2 separate regions of the Mus musculus genome follow, and region 1 is linked to region 2. The links are chromatin contacts, called in public promoter capture Hi-C maps. All regions are on one chromosome and are shown on one strand. Each heading gives the region's core, a stretch centred on a gene start, on an enhancer-like site or on the middle of the called end of the contact. The rest is flanking DNA. Distances are from core to core; before and after follow the strand shown.

Evidence for each region. Promoter capture Hi-C pulls out the DNA fragments that hold promoters and counts their contacts.
Region 1: a contact with region 2 is called in a promoter capture Hi-C map of pre-B cells. The contact joins the enhancer-like site here to the promoter of Zfp583 in region 2. A contact is called at or near these places in 5 of 39 promoter capture datasets (cranial neural crest, hematopoietic stem and progenitor cells, maxillary cranial neural crest and 2 more), 1 of 115 datasets of contacts at active chromatin or transcription factors (neural tube) and 2 of 9 other capture datasets (adipose tissue and liver).

What each region holds. Positions count from the first base shown.
Region 1 is chr7:7,276,038-7,282,924 of GRCm38.p6, reverse strand. Clcn4 (chloride channel, voltage-sensitive 4) reads left to right here. Exons shown (of 12, transcript NM_001357102.1): 12 at 1-616. It also overlaps a transcript of Vmn2r29 not described here. Among named protein-coding and RNA genes, the nearest start is that of Gm45631, 16 kb to the left of the region's middle. Within about 2 kb of position 1,399, at least 43 of the 459 cell types and tissues checked have an H3K27ac peak or open chromatin away from gene starts, as enhancers often do. A contact at or near this core is called in pre-B cells, where this site is marked.
Region 2 is chr7:6,326,844-6,333,987 of GRCm38.p6, reverse strand. It overlaps Zfp583 (zinc finger protein 583), which reads left to right and starts at 3,554. Exons shown (of 5, transcript NM_001033249.3): 1 at 3,554-3,918; 2 at 4,672-4,733. The coding sequence starts at 4,725.

The DNA of each region.
Region 1 (6,887 bases), core at 150-2,649, 950 kb before region 2:
ATCTGTCTTTTCTTCAGGAAGGAATTAGTGTTTCAGGCCCATCGCATGATCTGTGTAAGATTTGTGTCACTTGCCATTTCACTTCATCTTTGCCCCTCACTTTTCACTGAGTCATCCTCCTCCTTTTCAATCTTACTGTCATTGGGTATCGTTGAATCACGTATGTGCACTTGACTGTATGTAATAGATCCTGACAGTGCACCTAAGAAACCTGGGACATGGCCAGTCCAGGACTGTCTCTACACTATTGCCAGGGTTCCAAATTCTTCTGGTATTTCATTTTCCCTCTTCTTATTCTCTGTCCTCTGGCTTACTGCCTCATAGTTGTAAAATTGTTGCCCAGATGCCAGGTGCGATGTCTACTTTCTGTGAGGGAAGGAGGGGGAGAGGCGAGTACGAAGATGAATGTGTATATCTTTCCCAGAGATGCGCAGCATACAACCATTGGCTGGAAATCTGTTATATGCCCCATTCGCCTAGATGTCTGTAAATACAGGAAGGAAAATTGTTTTAGCTATACATTATAACACATTACTTTCTGGATGGAATTTCGATTCTGTGGATAGGGAAGTGGGATTGGTATCTGTCATATTAAATTCCAACATCATGTCCCTGCCATTGTCTTTGGTGTCTTTTTTACTCTCTCATGCTTGATAACCCTTCCAAACACCCCTCCAAGCATTCTTATAACTGCTTGGTGTCTTATCCATTGTGTCACATTTGAGAGAAACCTCATTTGTAAGCTGAGTCCACTTCTCACGCCTAGTCAGAATCTTAATTTTAAATACAACCCTAACTACAGGAGGGGTCTGTGAATCTTCTCATTGTTACAAGAATTATATATTCCGGAAAGCAAACATTTTAAGTCAGACCATGCTGACAACTGTGGAAAATTATAGTTTCAAGTATTTGTTTCTGTAACTAATTTACTCCCTCTGAAATAGCACTAAATAGACACATCAGTGTGAAAATATCCAGGTAATAGAGGAGATTTTAAGCCTTGGTTCATTGTCTCATTCGCAGCATGGAACTATTAAGTAGTAGATCCTAATTTTAGGGTTGTTAGTAGGTTTTGGATGGAACATTTGTAAGTGAAGCTGGGTTCTCCTGAACTGTAAATTCTAAGTGTGAAAGATTACTTCATGTGGTCCCCTTCTTTGGTCCAGGTGGCTCCCCTCAGAGTTGCTCTGTAATGGAAGGAGAGTATTAGTCACAGCCTGGCCTTCTATAATCCACAAGACCTCAAATCCCGTGTGTGTGTGTGTGTGTGTGTGTGTGTGTGTGTGTGTGTGAAATAGCTTAAAAAACAATGCATGGCAGGAGAAGCATAGCCAAAGGACAGCAAAACCACATACTTCCCTTTTAATCTAGCAGAGTCCATGGAGGAAGAAAAGGGGATAAGTTTACTCTGGGCCAAAGTTACCAAGGGGGAAGTGAAAGCACTGTGTCTTTCTCCTACAGTGTACCTTGGAGGTGCTCAGAACTCAATGAAATTATTCAAAGTGTGACTGGACTGAAATGTGTCAGGCTTCTTTTCATTTGCAAGATGATCCTCTAATGTGGGGTTGAGGATCAAAGCTGTGCTTAGACTGGCAGGTTAAGAGCAAGAATGGGGAGTGTGCTGTGGAGACTGCCTTTTTCCCAGGGAGCTCCTCTCTCAAGGACTTATTTGCCATTGAATAAGCTCCCAAGGGAAACGCACTGCCCTGCTCTTTGACACTTTGATGAAAGCCCCTAGTTTTGAACTCTGAGGACATTCTCTGTATCCCATTCACTTGGTGGTCTGATACGAACTGGGAGATGAGGGTGAAATACACATCTTTACCCAGTAATGTTCCTCCCTCTTTCCAGGACCAAAGTCTTCGGATGGCTTCCTGACAGAAGCTAGCATTTCATTTCAAGAACACTGACAATATTTGTTTCCTTCAGGTTGTTTGAACATTGGACCAATATATGGAGAAAACACTAAGTTCACTTAATTCAGGTCTACACATTGTACAAGCTTTAGAATTTCACGTGATGTGGAAAGTGAAGCATTCAGAGAAAATTGCTTTATCATTGCTGCCCAACACAGACAGTTGGAATCCTGGTAAAGACTGAATTGGTTCCCATTAAATTCCTATGGTGAAGCCCCAACCCTAAAGTTATGGCGGTTGAGGGTAGGACATGCACCTTTATGGCATGAGCCATAAAGTTAAATGGAGTTATTTGGGTAGATCCTTATCTCAGCAGGACTAATGTCCTTAAAAAATTGGAAGAACCCAAAAAGTATCTATACAGAGAGGAGGCCATCTAAAGACACAGCAGGATCATAGTAGTGCCCATCTGTCTTTCATCCTAGGAGATAAACCTTACAGAAACTTGCCTTGCTGATTCCTTGCTCTTACACTTTAATTCAACCACCACATCTGTGGCATTTTGTTATAGCAGTACAGGCTGATTGATGCCGAGACAGAAACTCAGCTTGGCAGATTGGGCTGAGCACCATTTTTGTTCCATGAAACAGCTTCAGTTCAATTTTACTGAATTGTAAGTCATTGTAAACATAGATTTTGCTAAGTGTGCTGGTATATGTTTGGTAATCCTAACCCACAGGAACCTGAAACAGGAGGATTGCTCGCATGCACACACACACACACACACACACACACAGCCAAAATCAAGGAGTCCCAAGCAGCTTGAGTTATAGTCACAGTTGTTCCTGGCTTTATCCATATTCAAGCATCCACTCTCCAGTTGTTATTTAACATGCTTTCATAGGGCGTTCTGTCTGCTTTCCTCCCTCTTGTAGATGTTCCTGTGACACAAAGGGGAGGGAACAATATTTACTCACCCTCTTAATGTGACAGATGAGGAAACTAACTCCAGAAAGTTACCATATTTCCTAGACTGCTTAAAGCCCAGTGTGGTCAGAAATAGCCTAATATGTTCACTATATGGAGCCAACATGGCTACCCTTGAACACATGCAGCTTTCTTCATATTAACTACTGGGTAGTACAGCATGACCTGACTTCATTATGCTGCAGTTAAATGGCAACATGCTTTCTTCCTTTGTGTGCATTGTCACTTTACACAGGCTCCATAATTCTGAGGAGAGGCTGCTGTGGCTTCCTTTCCGAGCACTCTCTCCTGCCTCCTTTTTCAGTGTGATGGAGATGGAGTGAACAAATATTTTTCTGCTTACCTGGTGATGGATTTTTTTCAAAGAAAATTTCACATCCTGTCTGTAGAAAAATTCACTTTGCTAAGAGAACACGAAATGCTAGACTGTTATTAAATGTCTAATAAAAGAGTGAAAGGTTAAGTTGCTGTGAATGTTCATAGGGTACAGTATCAAAGGAGCCCTATTTACATCCTAGTCTCTGTAAACAATGCTCCCTTGGTTTGTAGAGTTCGGATAACCCTATAAGAACAACTCTGGGAACTGTGTCCCTGATGCAGTAGGTAAAGTGCTTGCTGTGCAATTGTGAGTTGGTATCTCCAACACTGTCATAAAAGCTGTGTGTGGTATTGCATATCTGCAACACCTGCACTAGGAGGTACATGGATCAGAAAATAAGAGTGTTGCTTGAAGCTCATTGGCTCTAGTCCAGTCTAGCTGAATCAATGAGTTCTAGGCTCAATGAAAGGGTGTGTAAAAATAAAAAAGGTAGTTAACAATGCACGCAGACTCATAAGTTGACCTCTGACCTTGACATATAAGTGCACAAACAAGTACATATACCACACATATACATTTACACACACACACACAGAGAGAGAGAGAGAGGGAGAGAGAGAGAGAGAGAGAGAGAGAGAGAGGACATACAGACACAGACCCTAAGATACTGACGCTCTGACACTCTGTATAAGTTGAAAATGATAGAAATTTGGAAGAGGGGATGGTATGTATATTTGGTCAGAAGTTTATGTTTTATTTTACATATCCAGTAACATAAAATTAAGAGTAGAGTGTTTTTGGTTTGTTGATGCAGTCTTACTTTGTATCTCAGACTTGCCTGGTGCTCCTTATGTAAGTCGGGCTAACCCAAACATATGATGCTCCTCTTGCATTTGCTTACTTTGTGCTAGTATTAATGGGAATATACTATAATGTCTTACTTCATTTCTTATACTAAGAAAATACCTTATATTTGGACTTTCTACAGTGTGGTCAAGTTGTGACAGTAGCTTTAACCACCCTTTATAAATTGATTACAATCTTAAAATTGAAACCACTTTAATGTATATATAGGTTGACATATTCTGGGTTCACACATATGCAAAGAGTGGTGAGCCATCAATGATAATAAAAGAAAAATGAATGTGCACGTAGATTCTTTTAAAAAGTATCAAAAACCAAAAACAAGTGTCATTTGAAAAAAGGAAAATCGAACGGTCACGATGACCGCATTCTTCTCTGTCACCACCAGGTGGCGACAGAGAGCACGCCGGAAAAAACTTCCTCCAAGGGGTCGGATGTGCCTGCTTCATCCCGGCCAGGGTGAGGGGAAGCCGGCCAGGCTGGTGGATCCGACCCCGCGAGGCGGTCGCGTTTTCCATCGGTCAATCCCCGGGAGGTTGTACTTTGTGAGATACAGGAAGTGCCTCCATTTTGGACAGGAAGTCGGGCCCAGGCGCTCATGGGAGCTGTAGTGCGTCTAGGGCCCAGCGCCGATCTCCGGGGCCACCCGGTGGCGAAAAACGCGCAAGTGCACCCCCGGTTCTCTGCCTCGTGGGGACGGATCTGGGACCCGAAGGCCAGCCGTGGTTCCAGACGAGCGGTGTGGCCGTGGCGGCGGCGTCCCCGGGCAGACGGGGGTTCAGGTCCGCGTCCGCTGCTCCAGGTTGTACCTGTAGGAGTGCAGGGACAGAGCCTCTCTCTGTCTCTCTGTCTCTGTGTCTAAGTCTCTCTCTCTGTCCCTCTGTCTGACTCTAAGTCTCTCTCTCCTCCTCCTCCTCCTCCCTTCCACCCGGGGCTGCCTGGCGTCGGCGTCCGCCATCGAGGGACCCATCCCGGCTTCCACGAGTCCCGCAGCCCCCGGTTCTCCCTTCTCCTTCCTTCTCCTTCCTTCTCCTTCCTTCTCCCTCCTTCTCCCTCGTTCCTTCTCCCCGGGGACCAAGCCCGAGTCCGCTTCCGACCGCGAGGCCCCGTCCCGGCTTCCCTGTGTGCCTCGTCGCCCCTGGGTCTGTCTGTCTGTCTCTCTCCAAGCTTCCCTGTTTGCTTCCATCCCGGCCTGCCTGGCCTCTGCCATGGCCCGCGCAGCTCGGGTCTCTGCGTCAGTCTGTCCCCCTATCCTGGTTCTCCCCCTGCCTCCCTCCCTTCTCCTTCCTTCTTCTACCTTATATCTTGGGAATCCTAGGTTTTGGGCTAATATCCACTTATCAGTGAGTACATATTGTGTGAGTTCTTTTGTGATTGGGTTACCTCACTCAGGATGATGCCCTCCAGGTCCATCCATTTGCCTAGGAATTTCATAAATTCATTCTTTTTAATAGCTGAGTAGTACTCCATTGTGTAAATGTACCACATTTTCTGTATCCATTCCTCTGTTGAGGGGCATCTGGGTTCTTTCCAGTTTCTGGCTATTATAAATAAGGCTGCTATGAACATAGTGGAGCATGTGTCCTTCTTACCAGTTGGAACATCTTCTGGATATATGCCCAGGAGAGGTATTGCTGGATCCTCCGGTAGTACTATGTCCAATTTCCTGAGGAACCGCCAGACTGATTTCCAGAGTGGTTGTACAAGCCTGCACTCCCACCAACAATGGAGGAGTGTTCCTCTTTCTGCACATCCTCGCCAGCATCTGCTGTCACCTGAATTTTTGATCTTAGCCATTCTGACTGGTGTGAGGTGGAATCTCAGGGTTGTTTTGATTTGCATTTCCCTGATGATTAAGGATGTTGAACATTTTTTCAGGTGCTTCTCTGCCATTCGGTATTCCTCAGGTGAGAATTCTTTGTTCAGTTCTGAGCCCCATTTTTTAATGGGGTTGTTCGATTTTCTGAAGTCCACCTTCTTGAGTTCTTTATATATGTTGGATATTAGTCCCCTATCTGATTTAGGATAGGTAAAGATCCTTTCCCAATCTGTTTGTGGTCTCTTTGTCTTATTGACTGTGTCTTTTGCCTTGCAGAAACTTTGCAGTTTCATGAGGTCCCATTTGTCAATTCTCAATCTTACAGTACAAGCCATTGCTGTTCTGTTCAGGAATTTTTCCCCTGTGCCCATATCTTCAAGGCTTTTTCCCACTTTCTCCTCTATAAGTTTCAGTGTCTCTGGTTTTATGTGGAGTTCCTTGATCCACTTAGATTTGACCTTAGTACAAGGAGATAAGTATGGATCGATTCGCATTCTTCTACACGATAACAACCAGTTGTGCCAGCACCAATTGTTGAAAATGCTGTCTTTCTTCCACTGGATGGTTTTAACTCCCTTGTCGAAGATCAAGTGACCATAGGTGTGTGGGTTCATTTCTGGGTCTTCAATTCTATTCCATTGGTCTACTTGTCTGTCTCTATACCAGTACCATGCAGTTTTTATCACAATTGCTCTGTAGTAAAGCTTTAGGTCAGGCATGGTGATTCCACCAGAAGTTCTTTTATCCTTGAGAAGAGTTTTTGCTATCCTAGGTTTTTTGTTATTCCAGATGAATTTGCAAATTGCTCCTTCTAATTCGTTGAAGAATTGAGTTGGAATTTTGATGGGGATTGCATTGAATCTGTAGATTGCTTTTGGCAAAATAGCCATTTTTACAATGTTGATCCTGCCAATCCATGAGAATGGGAGATCTTTCCATCTTCTGAGATCTTCTTTAATTTCTTTCTTCAGAGATTTGAAGTTTTTATCATACAGATCTTTCACTTCCTTAGTTAGAGTCACGCCAAAGTATTTTATATCAT
Region 2 (7,144 bases), core at 2,305-4,804:
ATATGAACTAATCCGTACCCCCAGAGCTCGTGTCTCTAGCTGCATATGTAGCAGAAGATGGCCTAGTCAGCCATCACTGGGAAGAGAGGCTCCTTGGTCTAACAAACTTTATATGCTCCAGTACAGGGGAACACCAGGACCAAGAAGTGGGAGTGGGTGGGGAGGGGAGCAGGGTGGGGGGAGGGTATAGGGGACTTTCAGGATAGCATTTGAAATGTAAATGAAGAAAATATCTAATTAAAAATTGAAAAAACAGAAAAAAAAATCATATGTAAAAAAAAATGGGGTCCAGAACTAAACAGAATTCTCAACAGATGAATCTCGAAAGACAAGAAACATCCAAAGAAAATTTCAACATCCTTAGCCATCAGGGAAATGCAAATCAAAACAACTCTGAGATTCTACCTTATACCCATCAGAATGGCTAAGATTAAAAACTTAAAGGACAGCACACTCTGGTGAGAGTGTGGAGCAAGGGGAGCACTCTTCCACTGCTGGTGGGAAGCAAACCTGTACCACCACTCTGGAAATCAATGTGGTGGTTTCTCAGAAGATTGGGACTAGTTCTACCTCAAGGCCCAGCTATACCACTCCTAGGCATACACCCAAAAGATGCTCCACCATTCCACAAGGACACGTGCTCAACTGTGTTCATAGCATCTTTATTTGTAATAGCTAGAAACTGGAAACAACCTAGATTTCTCTCAACTGAAGAATGGATACAGAAAATGTGGTATATCTTCACAATGGAATACTACTCAGCTATTAAAATGAATTTCACAGGCAAATGGATAGAACTAGAAAATATCATCCTGAGTGATGTAGCCCATATCCAAAAGGACATGCATGGTACGTACTCATAAGTGGATATTAGCCATAAAGTACAGGATAACCAGCTATAATCAACCGACCCAAAGAAGCCAAATAACAAGGAGGGCCCAAGGGAGGATGGATGGATCTTTCTCAGAAGGGGAAACAAATAGGTATCAGAGGTCAATAGAAGGAGGTTACTAGGTAGAAAAGAGGATGGGGTGGGGGCGGGGAGATCATATGTAGGGGACAGAGAAAGGAGATCCACTAGGGGGTGGGGGCAATCTCTAGGACATGCCAGGGACCTGGGATGGGGAGAGGCCCAAGAGGGCCTAATGAAGAAACTAGCTGAGATTCCTAGCAGTGGGGATATGGATCCTAAAGTGGGGATATGGCCACTATAGCCAGGCAGGACTCCCAGTGGAAAGATAAGGACAGCAACCCATCCCCAAAGCCTTCAGCCCAAAATGTGTCCTGCCTACAAGATGTGCAGGGACAAGCATAGAGCAGAAGTGGAGGGAATGGTCGGGCAGTGGTGGCACACGCCTTTAATCCCAGCACTTGGGAGGCAGAGGAAGGAGGATTTCTGAGTTTGAGGCCAGCCTGGTCTACAGAATGAGATTCGGGACAGCCAGGGCTACACAGAGAAATCCTGTCTCAAAAAAAAAAAAAAAGTGTGTTTGTGGGGCGGGGAGGGAATGGTTGTACTCTGAGAGGCTCCACCCAGCAGCCAGCGGAAAAAGATGCAGAGACTTGCACCCAATCATAAGATGGAGCTCGGGGAGTCTTAAGGAAGAGTTGGGAGAAAGATCGAGGGACCTGAAAAAGACATGGACTCCAAAAGAAGAGCAACAGAGTCAACTAACCTGGACCCTTGGGGTCTGCCAGAGACTGAATCAACAAACAGAGAGCGAGCTTGGGTTGGACTTAGGCCCCTGCTCATATGTAGATGAGCGGCTTGGTCTTCATGCGGGTCCCCCAACAATTTGAGCAGGGGTTGTCCCTGAGCCTGCTGCCTGCCTGCCTGTGGATCCCTACCCCTACATCCCTGACAGCCTTATCTGGCCTCAGTGGGAGAAGATGTGCCTAGTCCAGCAGTGACTTGATGGGGGGGACGGGGAATTCATACCCAGAGAAGTGGTTTCTCCTCAAAAATGGGGAAGGTGGAATTGGGGGGCGGGCAACGGACTTGCGTGAAAGGAGTACTGAGAGGAGAGAAAGGGCTGATATTGGGTTGTAAAGAGAATAAATTTAATTAAAAAAAAAGAATATTATCCAAAATAGCCCCCCAACTTCTTTTTTTTTTCTAGCAGCCCCCCCCCCCCAATGGCTGACTTAACCTAGGGCTTCAAGCATTCTAGCTAGGCAGGAGCTCTATCATTGGGTTACAGCCCTAGCGCACTTCCTCCCCAGTCTATGTTGGTTCCATAAAGATGAAGATTTTGGTCAGGCGGGGTTCATTGTTGTGTCCATTTCAGAGTCTGACATACAGAAGGCGAGTAATGAATGATGCGTGAAAAGGTAAGGCAGAGAGAAGGTAAACAAACAAGGGAGAAAGAAACCCAGCAACGTGGGCCCTGAACCAGGAGATGACCAATTTTCATCCGCTGCTCTGGACAGGGCACCGGCCAGCTAGCACTGCGCATGCGTGCTCGAGCACAGCCCCCCCACCACCACCACCACCACCACAACTACCCCCACCCCCGACTCCTCGTCTAAGAGACCGAGGAGAGCAAGCAGCTCCTGCGCAGCCTGAGTGAGTTCTGGTTCTGACGACCGGAAGGGAAGAGACAGAATTCAGCGGAGATTCTAGGACCCCCGAAAGCCGCGCCCTAAAAGGCGTTCCCAGCATGCCTTACGCCGCTCCAGTCAAGCGCAGTACTCCACCTCCCAGAGGCCCTTGCGCGGAGTCGCTCCGCAGCCGCGCCTTTGTGAGCTCTACCGGCGCCGCGAGATCGAGCCCCGGCCCCGGCCAGATCTGCCTCGGCGCCGAGTGAGAGGTGACGAGGACTGAGGAGACGCTCGGTGAGGATCAAGGTACCGCGTGGGAGAAAGTGTAGTGGGTGCAGAGTGACCGTGCGAGACCACGCCACCGTATATGAGGGGCCTATTATGATTGTAAGGTTGCAACTATGTGAGACTGAGGCGGTGACAATGTATGTGACATTATAAGACAGCACCCCATAATGGGGGGAGCCTGTGACTGTGAGTATGGAGATACATGAAACAGAGAGAGAGGCTTGTGCCAGTGTGTGATAGCGCTAGGGGATGTGTGTGGGAACATGAGTGAGTGACTGTGGCTGAGCCTGTACACTGTGTGAGACTGAGGTGGTTATCATGTGTGTGACAGTATGAGACCACCCACTTGCATGAGGGGGGCCTGTGACTGAATACTCTGTGAGACTAAAAGACTGTGACAGTGTATGTGATTGTACCGGGGAGGGATCAGCTGAGTGACAGTGTTAGACTGGATCACTGTGTATTAAGGACTTCTGACTGTGAGACTAAATACTGTGTGAGACCGAGGCTGTGACATTGTGTGTGACAGATTGTGACAATATAAGGGATCATGTGGGAGAATGTGTCTGAAGACTCATATGACAGTGAGACCCCACACCGTGTGAGGGGGTCTGGTACTGCATACACTGTGTAAGACTGAAAGGCTGTGACAGTGTGGGTGACTGCACAGTGGAGGGTGTATTATATGTGAGCACTTTGGAGTGGGGATCTGAGTGGCAGTGTCAGACCACACCTTGTGTACGAGATGCCTGTGGCTGTGAGACTGAATACTGCTTGAAACTGAGGGGTTGTGACAGCGTGTTGACTGTATATGACAGCATGTGGGAGAATGTGTTTGGAAACCTATCTGACAGGGTTGAGACCAAGCCACTTTATTGTGAAGGCCTGAGGCTTGAGACTGTGCCAAGAGTACTGTCAGGGCCTGTGACAGTTTGTGAGACTGAATGCTGGCTATGACATAGAGTGAGAGGCTGGGACAATAGGTGTAGCACTATGAGACCATGTCACAGTGTTGAAGGGCCTATGATGGTGTATGAGACTGTGAGATCCCATAAGGATGTGTGTGAATACACAAGACTATGCCACCAGGTACAAGGGGGGTCTGTGACAATGTGGAATGTGGGGATAAAGACGCCATGAGGGGCTTTGAGGCTGCATTTGGGACTATGTGATATTATTACAGCAAGACTTTTGCTACCAGCTGGGATGGAGCCTGTGACAATGTATGGGCCCGAATAACAGTGTATAGGGCTATTTCATTGCATCTAAACAGTGTAACTGTTTGAGACAGACAGTGCTGGAAAATATGTGACAGTATGAGATATCATAGGGGGGGAAGGGCGGGGGGGGGCATTTGTAGGGTATCCTGATCCTGGTCCACTGTCTTCTAGATCACATGGTCCCTTTGCTACCCACTCTGTGCAAAGTAGCTTCACTTGATGGCCTACATCTCATCCTTATGGAAAGGGTGGAGATATACTTCCTTTTAACGTCATCTATACACTATAAATTCCAGTCTAGTTTCCAGTTTGGCACAGTTATTTTCTCAACTATTGCCTTGTGTATCTTCAATGATGTAAACCTTCATGTGTGAAAGGTGGAAGATTCTAATCTAATAATGCCAGTCTTAAATTGCTCAGACATAAGTGAAAGAGATAACTTAGACATAAAATATATGTTGAGTCCCAGAACTATACAGTACATAGGAAAAGCATTGTTAAATGTAGGGATACCTCAAATGCATGTCTGTGGAGGGAGGAGAAGGACAGAGGTGTGATGCTGGGGCTGCAGGATACACCTGGAACTTACAGTTTCCTGTTTCTGTCCACTTTACTTTCTTAGGACACCTCCCTGCTCCCAGAAACACAGCCATACATTCTTGAAGCTTTAACGCCATGTCCAAGGTAAGAAGCGTTTCTTTTTCCCTGGAATGCCACCTTATTTATCAGTCAGGCTAAACCACTTTGATTTCAGAAATTCAGCTGCCTGACAAAATCTCCTCTCTCCAGTGACTTGCTCTTGTTCTCCACTGCAACACAAGAGCTAGTCCCCCAAGACTAAGCTAAGAGCACCCTTTCCCCCGGCCAGCAAGGACGCAGTTCAGCCTCGCCTGTGGGTTCAGTGCTCTTAGGAACTCACTCTAAGAGGCAAAAATACATTTTTTTTGGTGGGATTATGTAAGCTCATATTGTGGGTATTAGAGGTGTAGATGTGTGTGGTAGCTTTTCTCTACAATCTCTGGTTTGAAAGGAAATAGGAGGGCTTTTGGGGGGTCCAGAGTTTGGGCATTTGGCAGAAACTCATGTTCAAGATGATTTTCAGAAATCCGATGTATCAAATTGGGGATGGTGCTGTTTTGTTTTCCAAGACAGGGTTTTTCTATGTAGCCCTGGCTGTCCTGGAACTCGATCTGTAGACCAAGCTGGCCTTGAACTCACAGAGATCTGTCTGCCTCTGCCTCCCAGATGCGTGCACTACGACCACCTAGCTCAAACCTTGATGGCTAAAGTGCATCTAGGCTCAGGCAGCGTTTTTCTTAGTCTGTCGGGAGCTTTGAAGAGTAATTGTTTATGAGAACAGTAATTTCTTCTTTTAGAGATAATCTGTTAGTAGCAGTGCACAGCTGATATACTGGGCAATCCCGCTAATTAATTAAATTGTTATGGGGAATGTATTGACATGGTGACTTACGTAGCCCAGGCTGGGGTTCAACTCATTCCAGCTAACCCTGATTTTGAACTCCCAGTCCTCCGACCTCTACCTTGGAAGTAAGAGGAAACACTTGAGCCTGTATTTTAAAATATATGTTAATTTTATTTTATGAGTATGGGTGTTTGTTTGCATGTATGTACAACACATGCTTGTATGTACATGCATGTATGTACAACACATGCATGCAGTGCTACAGAAGATCAGTAACGGGTGTCAGGTCCCCTAGAACGAGTGACAGATGATTGTGAGCTGCCATGTAGGTGCTGGGAACTGAACCTGTGTCTACTGCCACAGCAGCCGGTGTTCTTAACTACTGAGCCATATCTCCAGCTCATTGAGCCTGTGGTTTTTTTTTTAAAGATGTATTAGTTTATTTTATGTGTATGAGTGATCTCTTTTCATACAAACCAAAGGAGGGCATCAGATCCCATTACAGATGGTTCTGGGTCACCATGAGGTTGCTGGGAATTGACTCAGGACCTCTGTGAGAGCAGCCAGTGCTCTTAACTTCAAGCCATCTCTTCAGCCACCGAGCCTATATTTTTAAAACGTTGCAAAAATATTTCTACAATAACTAAAATAAATAGTATGAAATAGAGTCAAAAGGAAACATTTCAAAATGCATATATAATACCCAGAAACAAAATGCAGGTATGCAAAATGTGTGAGAATTGAAGATTTTTCCCATTGTGATAAATAACAATAGACATTGTCTTTTTTTTCATGCATTTGGTGTCTGATGGTTTAATTATATGTTAATATGCTTATGTGCATTACACCAGCAGGGAAAGAATAGAGATTGCTGTTCCCAAAGGCAGAGTACCACCACAGTCAGGTCTCTGGTTGTGTTTAAAGTAGGTTTTATGAAGATTTATGAGGTGGGTGGCATATTCATAGGTAAGATTACCTTTCCCCCTTTCAAGTATATCTATGTTTTAGAGAATGTGTGTGTGTGTGTGTGTGTGTGTGTGTGTGTGAGAGATAACATATATAACATGTATATGTATATGTGTATGAATGCACACACCACACACACACACACACACACACACACACACGCACGCACGCACGCGCGCACGCACGCGCGCACGTACACAGATGCTAAGACTGGCTGTACTTCCAAAAGCAGAGTCTGATTCCCAGCACCCACAAACATCTGTAATGTCGATTCTAGGGGATCTGATTCCCTTTTCTGGCCTCAATGGGCAACAGGCACACACATAACAAACAGACATACATGCAGACAAACACTCATACACATAAATAAATCACATAAGTAAGCTTTTAAAAATAATTATTGTCAATAAAGATTATATTTTAAAGTATTGTTTGTTATAAAGAGACTGTAATTGATTGGGTTTTGAAAGTCAAGCCTGACAATCTTTTAACTAGTACATTTTCATTAATGTTATTGCTTACAGGTGTATGTTTAAACCTAACAGTCTCCGGTTTGCTGATTTGTTTGGATACAACTAATTAATTACACATAATCTCCATAAATTCTTAAGTGTCTATGATCGGGCTGGAGAGATGGCTCAGCAGTTAAGAGCACCAACTCTCTTCCAGATGTCCTGAGTTTAATTCCCAGCAACCACATGGTGGT